Regions from separate parts of the Tachysurus fulvidraco genome. Here region 2 is linked to region 1. A link is a contact called in public Hi-C data. All regions are on one chromosome and are shown on one strand. Each heading gives the region's core, a stretch centred on a gene start, on an enhancer-like site or on the middle of the called end of the contact. The rest is flanking DNA. Distances are from core to core; before and after follow the strand shown.

Region 1 (5,394 bases), core at 1,100-3,599:
CGCAGCTGCCCCAGCAGGCCCTCAAGCCTCTCTGCATCCTCGGCACGACCCGAGACACGCAGGTCAAAGGAGATCATAAGCATTTTGTTGTAAGGTGGTGTGCAGGCTAAAGCGCTCGTCATCGACGATGTGGGTTTGGATGAACTGTCCTGGAAAAGTTTGGAAAGCAGCATGGCATAGGCACGTCTACGGAGGGTGCGGTGGAGCGATGCACGAGGGACACCACTGAAAGTGCGGCGCTTCCATGACACTCCGGACAAGCTGCGATCACACAGTGCAGACAGGAGACCTGTAATGCTGCTGTTGCTCATGGGAACAGAGGACATCTCTGATATACCACGTTTACTGTACATGATGACGTCCTCAGTGTACGATGTAACCTGCAAGACGAAATACTTTATTAATAACTTCAGTGGAATACAGTATACAGCTAAACTTATGTGGACCCCTGACTCATCACAGCCATAAGCTCCACACTTCTAGAAGACTTCCACTAAATTTTGAGAGGATTAGTGAGTTCAGACACTGATGTTGTAAGTGAGGAGGTCTGGGGTTCAGTCAGGGTTCCAGTTCATCCTCAAGGGGTTCATTTGGGTTGAGTCAGACTCAGGGCTCTGTGCAGGACACTCAAGATTTTAACTCCAACCTTAACACCCCATGTCTTCTTGGTCATGCTGGAACAGGGTTGGAGTCTCAAATTTCCAGTAAAGAGAACGTTTAATGTTACAACAGTCATTGTGCACAATTGTGTGCTTCCACCAGTTTGAGAAGAAACACCTATGGGTGCCCACATACGTCTGACCATAGAAGTGTAGCTAGTATAGACAGAGGATACTGAAGCAGCAGCACACGTCCTCTGAATATTGCTTAGTTTTTGTGCAAAATAAAAAGAATAACTGAATGAAATTTTATTTAAACTGAAATGAATGTTACTGTATTACTGCTTTAGCAGGTTGATTTGCCAGCTGGTTAACTGGTCACTTTTAAGTCTTATCTTACAATATAGTAACCATAGTGTTTTTAATCAGAAAGATTTCTGTTACATAAATGGTTTATGATGTGTGTGTGTGTGTGTGTGTGTGTGTGTGTGTGTGTGTGTGTGTGTGTGTGTGTGTGTGTAAATACTGAGAGAGTAAGGGCTGTGATTTTTAACATGTTTTATATGGCCAAACTTTTGGACACCAAAACTGTATAGAATGACTGTGTATGTTGTAACATTACAGTTTCTCTTCACTGAAACTAAGAGACTCAAACACACATCCAGCATGACAATGTCCCTGTGCACAAAGCACAGAGCTCCATGTAGACATGGTGTGTTAAAGTTACAGTGAAGAACTGGAACGTCCTGACTTTGACTCAACCCCACTGAACACCTTTGGGGTGAACTGGAACACCGGTGTCTTGCACATCAGTGCCTGGTAAAAGGACCAAACAATTTAGTGGAAATACTTCCTAGAAGATTGGAGGTTGTAATAACAGCAAAATATTGGGCCAAGTCCATATTAATGCCCATGGTTTTGTAATAGAATGTTTAATGGTCAGGCTTGTAGAGACAAACACACAAACAACACACACACACAAACAACACACACACAAACAACAGACACAACACACAAACACAATCACAAAAAACACACAAACAACACACACACTATCACAAACAACACACACACAATCACAAACAACACACACACAATCACAAACAACACACACACAATCACAAACAACACACACACAATCACAAACAAAACACACAAACAAACAAACAAACAAACAAAACACACGCGCGCGCGCGCTCCTAACCCTGGTCTTAGTGAATCCCCTGTCCTACAGTACACATTTTAGGTAAAGCACTGAGGGTTGTTCAGGACCAGATCTGGGAAATGAACTGTAGTCAACAGTTAAAGACAAAAGTGCATGAAGGACAGACTTACACCATCAGGCTAACACACATGACATGCTAAATGCTAACATGAAGGCTATGTGTTACTTCGCTCTGAGCGACATTAATGATCCGAATGAAATGATTCCTGCAGTAATAAAGGATAATTAGCTGTGATGTGCAGTGATGTGTGTTTGTAGTAGACGAACCGCAGCACTCCTGGATTATACAGCTGTAGCAGTGCAGCGTTGTTATGACTGCATCCGTTAGTCTCCTGGTACTCATTGTTAAAACCGGAAAACGCCAATCCTGTAAACCAGTTAACTAGAACTCCATGGGATTTATATGGAGTTACATACAACTTATAAAAATAAATTATTCTTATTGTTCATGAATAGAAAAAATACACAAACAGTCTCTAGCTCCTGTCATTTGCCTTGGTGACCGCGCTGGATTCAAAAAACCTGCCCACAAACTGATCTGATTGGGTAAAATTCAGTGTTTTGAGCTGCCATTGGCTGATTGTCGTGGCTTAGAAAGTATCACTTCCGGTAAGAGAGCCCGCCTCCTATGAACGCTATCATGTGGTTTTATTTATTTGTTTTATTTTAATTAAATAAAACGAATTAAAAACGATTTAAATAAACACACAAACACACACATACTCACAAACACACATACTCACACACACATTTTCGGTTTAGCAGAAAACGTAAACTCCATTCAGATTATATAATCCATATAGATCTGTGTATAAATTGTATATGTAAAGGTATATTTCTGGTGAATTTCAAGTTGTTTAAGTATATTAAATGTAAAGCGATAAAAAGTACTAATATTATAATCATTTACCAGTAAAAATTTATTTAAAAAAAACATTCAAAAGCACCACAAAATACTTTAATCAATGCAAAGGTTTCTCTAAAACCCGAGGCGACAAAGCTACGAATTAAAAAGTCTTAATAAAGGTCTTTAATACAACATTGCTGCAAACAGTTAGATTCCTGACATATCGGATTATTATTTTGATCGATTGTTTTTAGTTTTCTGAGGTATTTATTTGAGTTAATGACAACGCAAAATCTTCAATCGTTCTTAAAAAGCACTTTTAAGCTTTTTTCTTTTTTATATACTGTATTTAGTTGGAACGATTGACATGTCCTACTTAAAAATAGTCCTACTTAACAATCCTATATAATAACTGAAATGAAATATGTTTTTGAAAATTACAAAATAATTTGAATATGCAGAAGAATGGGATGGCAAGCTTCTCTTTAAAAGCCAAGTCATTTGATATAATATTCATGTAGTAAAATTCCATAAAATGTCATATTTAATTTTTTTTGGATGGTAAACTCCCTGAAAATCGGAATGAAGGATCGATATGTATTACTGTTTATTATATATATATATATATATATATATATATATATATATATATATATATATATATATATATATATATAAAATCCAATGGGTTTCTGTAAGCTTTCCAGATACTGAGCATCTCAGGGGTTTTTTTCTTCCTAAAAAGTGCAGTGGTGGCTCAGTGGTGCAGGTGCTTGTTTATTTCTCAGAAGGTCAGGGTTCAAGCCCAAAGACATCTGTTGGGCCCTTGAGCAAGCCTGTAAACCCCATCTGCCCCAGGTGTGCCCTATCATGTCTGACCCTGGCTTCCAACAAGATAAGCAAAAAAATAATAATTTCACTGTGCTATACTGTATGTGACAAATAAAGGCTTCTTCCTCTCCCACTCATGACCAGTGGTTGTTTTCTCTACAGCTTTAACTTGACAGGAGCAATGCTAGCAGCACACTTCTCAGAGAAACAGCAGACAAATGTGGTCTCTTTTTTGGCATCAGATTAAGTAAAGTAAAACTTTTCAAAACAACATTGCAGAAGTCCAGCTTGGTCACGGCTTTCAGCTTTGCTCTACTCATGGACGCTCACTGACACTCAGATCACTACTCAAAGCAAGAGAAAGAGTGAAATCACCAAAAAGATATATCATATGTCATACATGAGACCACCAGGCTCAGGGGTGGTCTGCTAGCCAAATATATTCTGTACGCATCACCTCTATTCCAGTGCAGATTCCCACTAAACCACACCCCAACCTGCTGCAATTACCTTCAGCAAGAGGAGCCCAAGTTCTAACTTGCTGGAGGCATAACACATTTCTAACGAGAGAAGTCTACTTGGGGACTGTACCCCATCAAAGGGGCTACACCAATGTCTGCCTTACAGGCTGGAGAACAGCATAGTACCACAGAGCATAGGAGGTCACCCGGTGTAAGATCAGAACACATCAAGCAGCTAGATTTGAGGGTGGTCAGTCCTGCCTTCAAAATCTTTTTTGGCGGTTCACAGGTCAGTATGTGTTGGTCCGCTTTGTTGTTAGTTCCATCAACAGACAGGATGTGCAGCTCTCTCCTCAGGTAGGCTTCACCAACTGGCCTCACCATCCACTCTACTGCAAAATCTTACCATACTGTGCAGAATTCAGTAACTAGCTCATTCAGTACTACCCTTGGTTGACCTTGTTAGTCAGATGATTCCCAATGCCTCCAGCATGATGACTCCCAATGCCTCCAGCATGATGACTCCCACCACAATGCTTCACTGTAGGTAAGGTCTTATTGAGCAATAAACTCAATGAGCTCTGTCTTGTTTATAGGATAATTAGTCCCATTAGACCATAACACATTTTGCCACAGGATTTGGGGTATTTTATTTGGGCTATGGTGTTTTTTCCCCATCTAGTCTCCCTACCCCATACCTCACACATTTGGAGAATATGAGTGATTGTGGTCACATGCAAGGAGTGATCAGTATTTTGCTCCTCTAACATCGCTGCAGATCTCGGCAGCCTCCCTGATTCGTTTTTTTTTTCTCGTTCTTTCATCAGTTTTGGAGGTACACCATGTTTTTTTTTAGTAATGCCACCGTGCTGTTCCATTTTCCCCACTTATTGATGATGGTCTTCACACTGTTCCATGTACATTTGATGTTTCGAAAATTCATTCATACCTCTCTAATGATCGATACCTTTCCACAGTGAAATTCTGTACATACGCTGAAAACTATAAATGGCTTCAGCATTTGAAAAAAGAAGGTGTAATAGAAAAATGTTGTGAAAAACAAAAATGAACATTGAACATTCTTTACCAATACACACACACACACACACACACACACACACACACACACACACACACACACACACACACACACACACACAAACTGTTTTCCAAACTTCACACTAAGCTTAAAAGATAAGAACTTTGCAGATGTATGGGAAATAACTGTGTGACACTTGCCACAACGACATGATTAGTGGATGACAAGATCAGTGGAAGACGCCACACGGACACATAATTATGAACTTTAGGTCCAGCATCTTGTATAAATAGAGAACTGCTTTACAAACCAACTAACACACTCTGTTCAGACTTAGGTCGGGACAGATTGACTTCACACTTGCAAGTGTATTGAATAAATATGTTTGATAT
Region 2 (5,367 bases), core at 1,635-4,134, 140 kb after region 1:
AAAAGGGAAAATTCGAGGCTGTTATGCGGGAAGAATTTTGCACACGCCTTCATGCTATCATCCAGCTTAGTATATATAGAGGAGAGAAATCGACTAATCTGTAGATTAATCTGTAGATTAGTCGATTTATAACCAATAAAAACGAATGAGAGTTTGACAAAATGATGAAGTTTAGTAGATGTGCTTACACTATTATAAACAAAGAGTTTTTAGTATGATTGTACATGTTTTTGCCCGAAGCGAGTGTTATGAAAGATCACTTACTGAAGCAGTTTAATGGTGATGTATTATATGCCAAGATAAAGCATCAGTTGTTGAGTGTGTAATTTCGAGTGCATCCTTTACTTCGATGTGAAACCAACTCACTTTGAATTAAACAACACAGAGCACACAAAAGATCAACAGACCTCAAAATGACAGCAATTTACCCAACGGCAGTAAAAGGGAAGGTAAAATATAGCCTCCTCTGTGCAGAGCTATTTGGGAGGAGAAATGGAAAATAAGGGCTTACAAACAGTCTAGTGTTTTATAAGCACTAATAACTAATGGAAACTTATGACTGAACACAAGACGGCATTGTCCTTCGAAGGTTTTTTGTAATGTCAGGTGTTGGGTTGGGTTTTTGAAATAGAAATAAGCTGAACAACTTCACTGACTTGCTTATGATTGTGAGTAATGAACGTATTTCGACGTTAATGACATTATGGAGATAGGCTTGGGGGGAAAAGCGTAGTGACTGAAGGTGAATGGGGTCATTCTAAGCTGTGCAGTATTGAGAAATCATTCATCGCCACTTTGTGCCTCTGATAAGGGAATAGCTGACATTTCTATCTATTCCATGAGCAGGAGATAAGCATTGAAAATGAAAAATCATAAAAAAAATTGTTTATTTAAAATTGTTACAGAGAGTGTATGTGGTGAACGATTGGGTAACACAGAGATGCATGCACAGATGGCCTGTGTTTGGGCTTGGATGCCCCTCACTGTCCAGTGAGTAAGAGCAATCGGGGCCACTCCCAGTCCTTGTCACACACACAGACACACACACACACACACACACACACACACACACACACACACACACACAAAGAGAAAGTCTCTTAATTCCTTTTCCTCATGACTGAATTTTGTTGAATGTTATTTAATGAGGATAATCCCCAAAACAAGCAGTTTCTCTTCTACAGTAAAGATCTGTCAGATTTCTCAGAGATCTAAGGTCTCAGTCTAAGGCACATGGTAAATGGTACCAGGGACCGAGAGACACAAAACCCTCAGACAGCGCTGAATGGGACTTACTGTCTTGCTCTTTTGTCTCAGCACCAGAACTAACACGCACATAAAAAGGAGCTTTTCTATCATCTTCTGCACACACACACACACACACACACACACACACACACACACACACACACAAAGAAATAAGCATGCTATGAAACCAGAACCAGGACGCAGCTGATGGACAGTAGTAACTTTATGCTCACGGTCAGTGAGACTAAAAGAGGATGGTCTGATGAAGGATGAAATCATTTGTTCTTCCTAAAGCAGTACACACGAATAAATGTACACTGTCTGAAATGTTTTTATTTGATTCCATTTTATTGGAAAGAAGAGCTTTTAAGCTTTTACACACCTTCTTCTTGTATGTATAAAAAAAAATTGCCTTTAAAAAATGAGCATGAGACTGCAAGCTCTGGGTGTTCCTTGCTGGATGTGATGCTATTGAGAATTCATCATCCAAATGGACTCCTAGAAATATCTGAGAGACAAACTTGGTGTATTATTCTGAATGCATGTCCATAAAACTGAAGTAAGTTTGATTATAGAAAAAGACCACACACAACACTCAACACTCAGAACGCTGCTGTACAGAATAGTGGGAGAGTTTATTCAGGGAAACGGAGATTAAACGGTGTGTTTTAGAGCCAAACGCGAAGAGACGCCAGCTGTTGGACGCATTGTTTCCAAATCAATTACGGCGTGACCACGTCCCAGTTGATCTATAAACCAATCCCCATTACTCTGCCAGCTTATATCTACATCGGGTGAATAAATACAACACAATAAACAGGAAGCCGCCCAACATGGCAACAATACACGCGCGCGAGAATGACCCTTAACGCGCAGCGGTGACGACCGGGTCCTAATGATGCGCGAGACTGCTTTTTGTCTGTCTGTCTGTCTGTCTGTCTGAGATGCTCTGCTTTCACATGTTTCATCCGATATAGCTTTCAGACAATCTCGCATCGTCTCACACTCGCCTTGTTCTTTCTTAACTTGCCCGCTTGCGTAAACGACGTGATTAAACCGCGCGCCTCCGACACTTTCCTTCAAAACACAACAACAACAACAACAACAACAGAAAAGCGCGGAATAGTATCGTTTGTTTCGGAAACACACACGCGTGCGCTCGCGCGCGCACACACACACACACACACACACACGCCCCACTATACTCACCTTGGAAGAATCGGTAGGAGCGGAACAAACAGGTCCAGACAGCGGCTTTGGTTTTAAAAAAATGCAAACAAACAAATAAAACGAGAAATAAATTCCCCCAAAGTGACGCCAACGCAAAAAAGTTTACATCTTACTTTTGCAGAGAGAATGGCAGCATTTGGCACACACCGCGTTCAGAGCTGAACCTCCCATTCAACAAAAAATGCATCGAGGTAAAATAACTGTCAGTCTTTCTCCACGCCCAGGTAGCGGGTCACATGACGCGTCCAGGTGTGCACGTTGTCTGTGTGTGAGTGTGTGTGAGTGTGCATGCGTATGCGTGAGTGTGTGTACCGAGGGAGGCGAGACCTGCTCGCATCCACATCCGGGCTACACGCCGTTAACGTAGCCTACATGGAGGCGAAGTGTAGCCTGCTGCTATGAAAACAAGACGGTGGGGGCAGAGAGAGAGAGAGAAAGAGAGAGAGAGAGAGAGAGAGAGAGAGAGAGAGAGAGAGAGAGGCGGGGGGGGGGGTTCTGAGAGGAAGGGAAAGGAGAGTATGTGAAAGGATGGGAGGGAGGGAGAGACAGAGAAAAATGAGTGTAAGAGTGAAAGAGAGAGCCTGAGAGGGAGGATAGGTTATGTGAGATGAAGGGAGAAAGAGAGTCTGACTGTGTGTGTGTGTGTGTGTGTGTGTGTGTGTGTGTGTGTCTGTGAGAGAGAGAGAGAGAGAGAGAGAGAGAGAGAGAGAGAGGGAGACTGTGTGTGTGTGTGTGAGAGAGAGAGAGAGAGAGAGAGAGAGAGAGAGAGAGAGAGAGGGAGATAGTCTGACTTTGTGTGTGAGTGAGAGAGAGAGAGTCTGACTGTGTGTGTGTGTGTGTGTGAGAGAGAGAGAGAGAGAGTCTGACTGTTTGTGAGAAAGAGAGAGAGAGAGAGACATCTACGATCCCTTTTCTCCTCCCATTTCTGGTGAAGAGTGCTGGAAGAGATGTAACCGATAGAAGATGCAAACAAATTAAGCTCTATCATGGAAAACATGCGAACAAGCTCTCCTTTAACACTCACTGTTCTGGAGGAGCTGATGAGTGGCCTTTTAGCTTGTAGTCTATTGCGCTTCTTTATCTCACCCTCTTCCTGCTCTTCATGCAAAATCACTTGATGCATAATGGCACAAAAATGAGATTAGGGTTTTGCTCTGAACAAAGTTCTTTGAAAGTGTTCTCCAAGTGTTTGTCCAGACTCAGACTTTAACACTAATCACTCCTCCATTCATCTGTTCATTCATTTATCCCCAGTAACCCCCTTTATCCTGTTCAGAGTTAAGTCATATCCTGGTAACGCTGCAGGAATGTTACTAATCAATGAGTTATTCATCTGAGTTCTATTTGAATTCAAGTCATGCTGCATGACTTCATATTAAGCATGTCTTAACAAATCAGCCATTTAAACCTGAACCTCTGATTAAAATATTGACTTGGGATTTATTCTGATTATCCACCATGAAGGATTTGCCCATGAGATCAGTCACATCGTGATTTTTCTATCCTTTTTAAGGAGAAAACTTGAACATGTTTTCGTAAGCCACGCTACAAATACTTCAATTTAAGAAACATCATCTGTAAATGTGAAACGAATTCTTAAGTAATTGGGCGCTTATAATAATGGAGCAACAGGAATAAACTGTACATCTGAAACCAGTCTTTATCTGTTCTATAACACTTTTACAGTGTTCTGTATTTTGATCCTGATCCTATCTGGCAAATTTACACCGCTTTCCTCGTTGTTATGATCAGCAAGTGTCTCACCAGCAATTTTTTCCTCTTCACTAGTTTACAGTCAGCCAAATTAAATCTGCTGCCTCAGACACCTGTCAGTTAAGTTAACAGCCTGGGAGGGACCGTCTAACCATAATGGGACAGTGAAAAGTTGATCTCTGTGAGTGAAGAGCAATTTATTGCACCATTCTTTGCCTCACGGTGTGGTTGTAAATATGAAGTTTGCAATCAATATTTTTTGGCACAAATGTATATCACACACTGAGTTCATGCTGTAGTTATTGATTACAGAGCTACTTCTTTAGGAGTTATCACTCTGTCACCTCCCTACACATTTATCCACACAAACCCCCCAGCTCTCTCTGTCTTTTCTCTCGGTAAGGTGGAGACTATATTCAGACCTTAAAGAAATCCATGCATTTAGATTATTTCATCTTACTTTCAGTTTATCTTCCTCCCTTTTAATTACATAAATCTCAGTTAGACTACTATTACTATACAGATACTACCGTATATAAGATATTACTAAATGCTAAACAGAGTCATTTCTCAGGATTTTCTATTTATTTATTTATTCGTTTGTTTGTTTGTTTGTTTATTGGATTTTTTTTACTTTCTAGACTTGAGTCAAATTGAGGGGGGCACGGTGGCTTCGTGGTTAGCAAGTTTGCCTCACACCTCCGGGGTTGAGGGTTCGATTCCCGCCTCCGCCTTGTGTGTGCAGAGTTTGCATGTTCTCCCCGTGCCTCGGGGGTTTCCTCCGGGTACTTCGGTTTCCTCCCTCGGTCCAAAGGAAATCTCTTGAAAATTGACCGTAGTGTGTGAGTGAATGAGAGTGTGTGTGTGTGTGTCCTGCGATGGGTTGGCACTCTGTCCAGGGTGTATCCTGTCTTGATGCCCAATGACGCCTGAGATCCCTGTGACCAGAGAAGTTCGGATAAGCGGTAGACACAGAGAGAGAGAGAGAGAGAGAGAGAGAGAGAGAGAGAGAGAGAGAGAGAGTCAAATTGAAACCTGGAATGTTCAGGCCCAAGAATTCTCAGCATTCCTAGATTAAGTGAAGCTTTAGATGATTAATTCTGAAGTTTATTCTCTTCATGTATAGGGAACAGGCTGTATTCCCACATTAGAGTAAATGCATTTTAAGGATAGCAT

The links. Hi-C and Micro-C count contacts between places; a contact is called where the count stands out from the background.
Region 2: a contact with region 1 is called in a Hi-C map of muscle, with 2.7 times the contacts expected there. The contact joins the promoter of plxnb2b here to the promoter of tubgcp6 in region 1. A contact is called at or near these places in 2 of 4 Hi-C or Micro-C datasets (muscle and ovary).

The regions. Positions count from the first base shown.
Region 1 is chr10:7,193,326-7,198,719 of HZAU_PFXX_2.0, forward strand. It overlaps tubgcp6 (gamma-tubulin complex component 6), which reads right to left and starts at 2,350. Exons shown (of 26, transcript XM_047819260.1): 1 at 2,092-2,350; 2 at 1-380. The coding sequence starts at 353.
Region 2 is chr10:7,333,960-7,339,326 of HZAU_PFXX_2.0, forward strand. plxnb2b (plexin-B2b) reads right to left here and starts at 2,885. Exons shown (of 36, transcript XM_047819372.1): 1 at 2,458-2,885.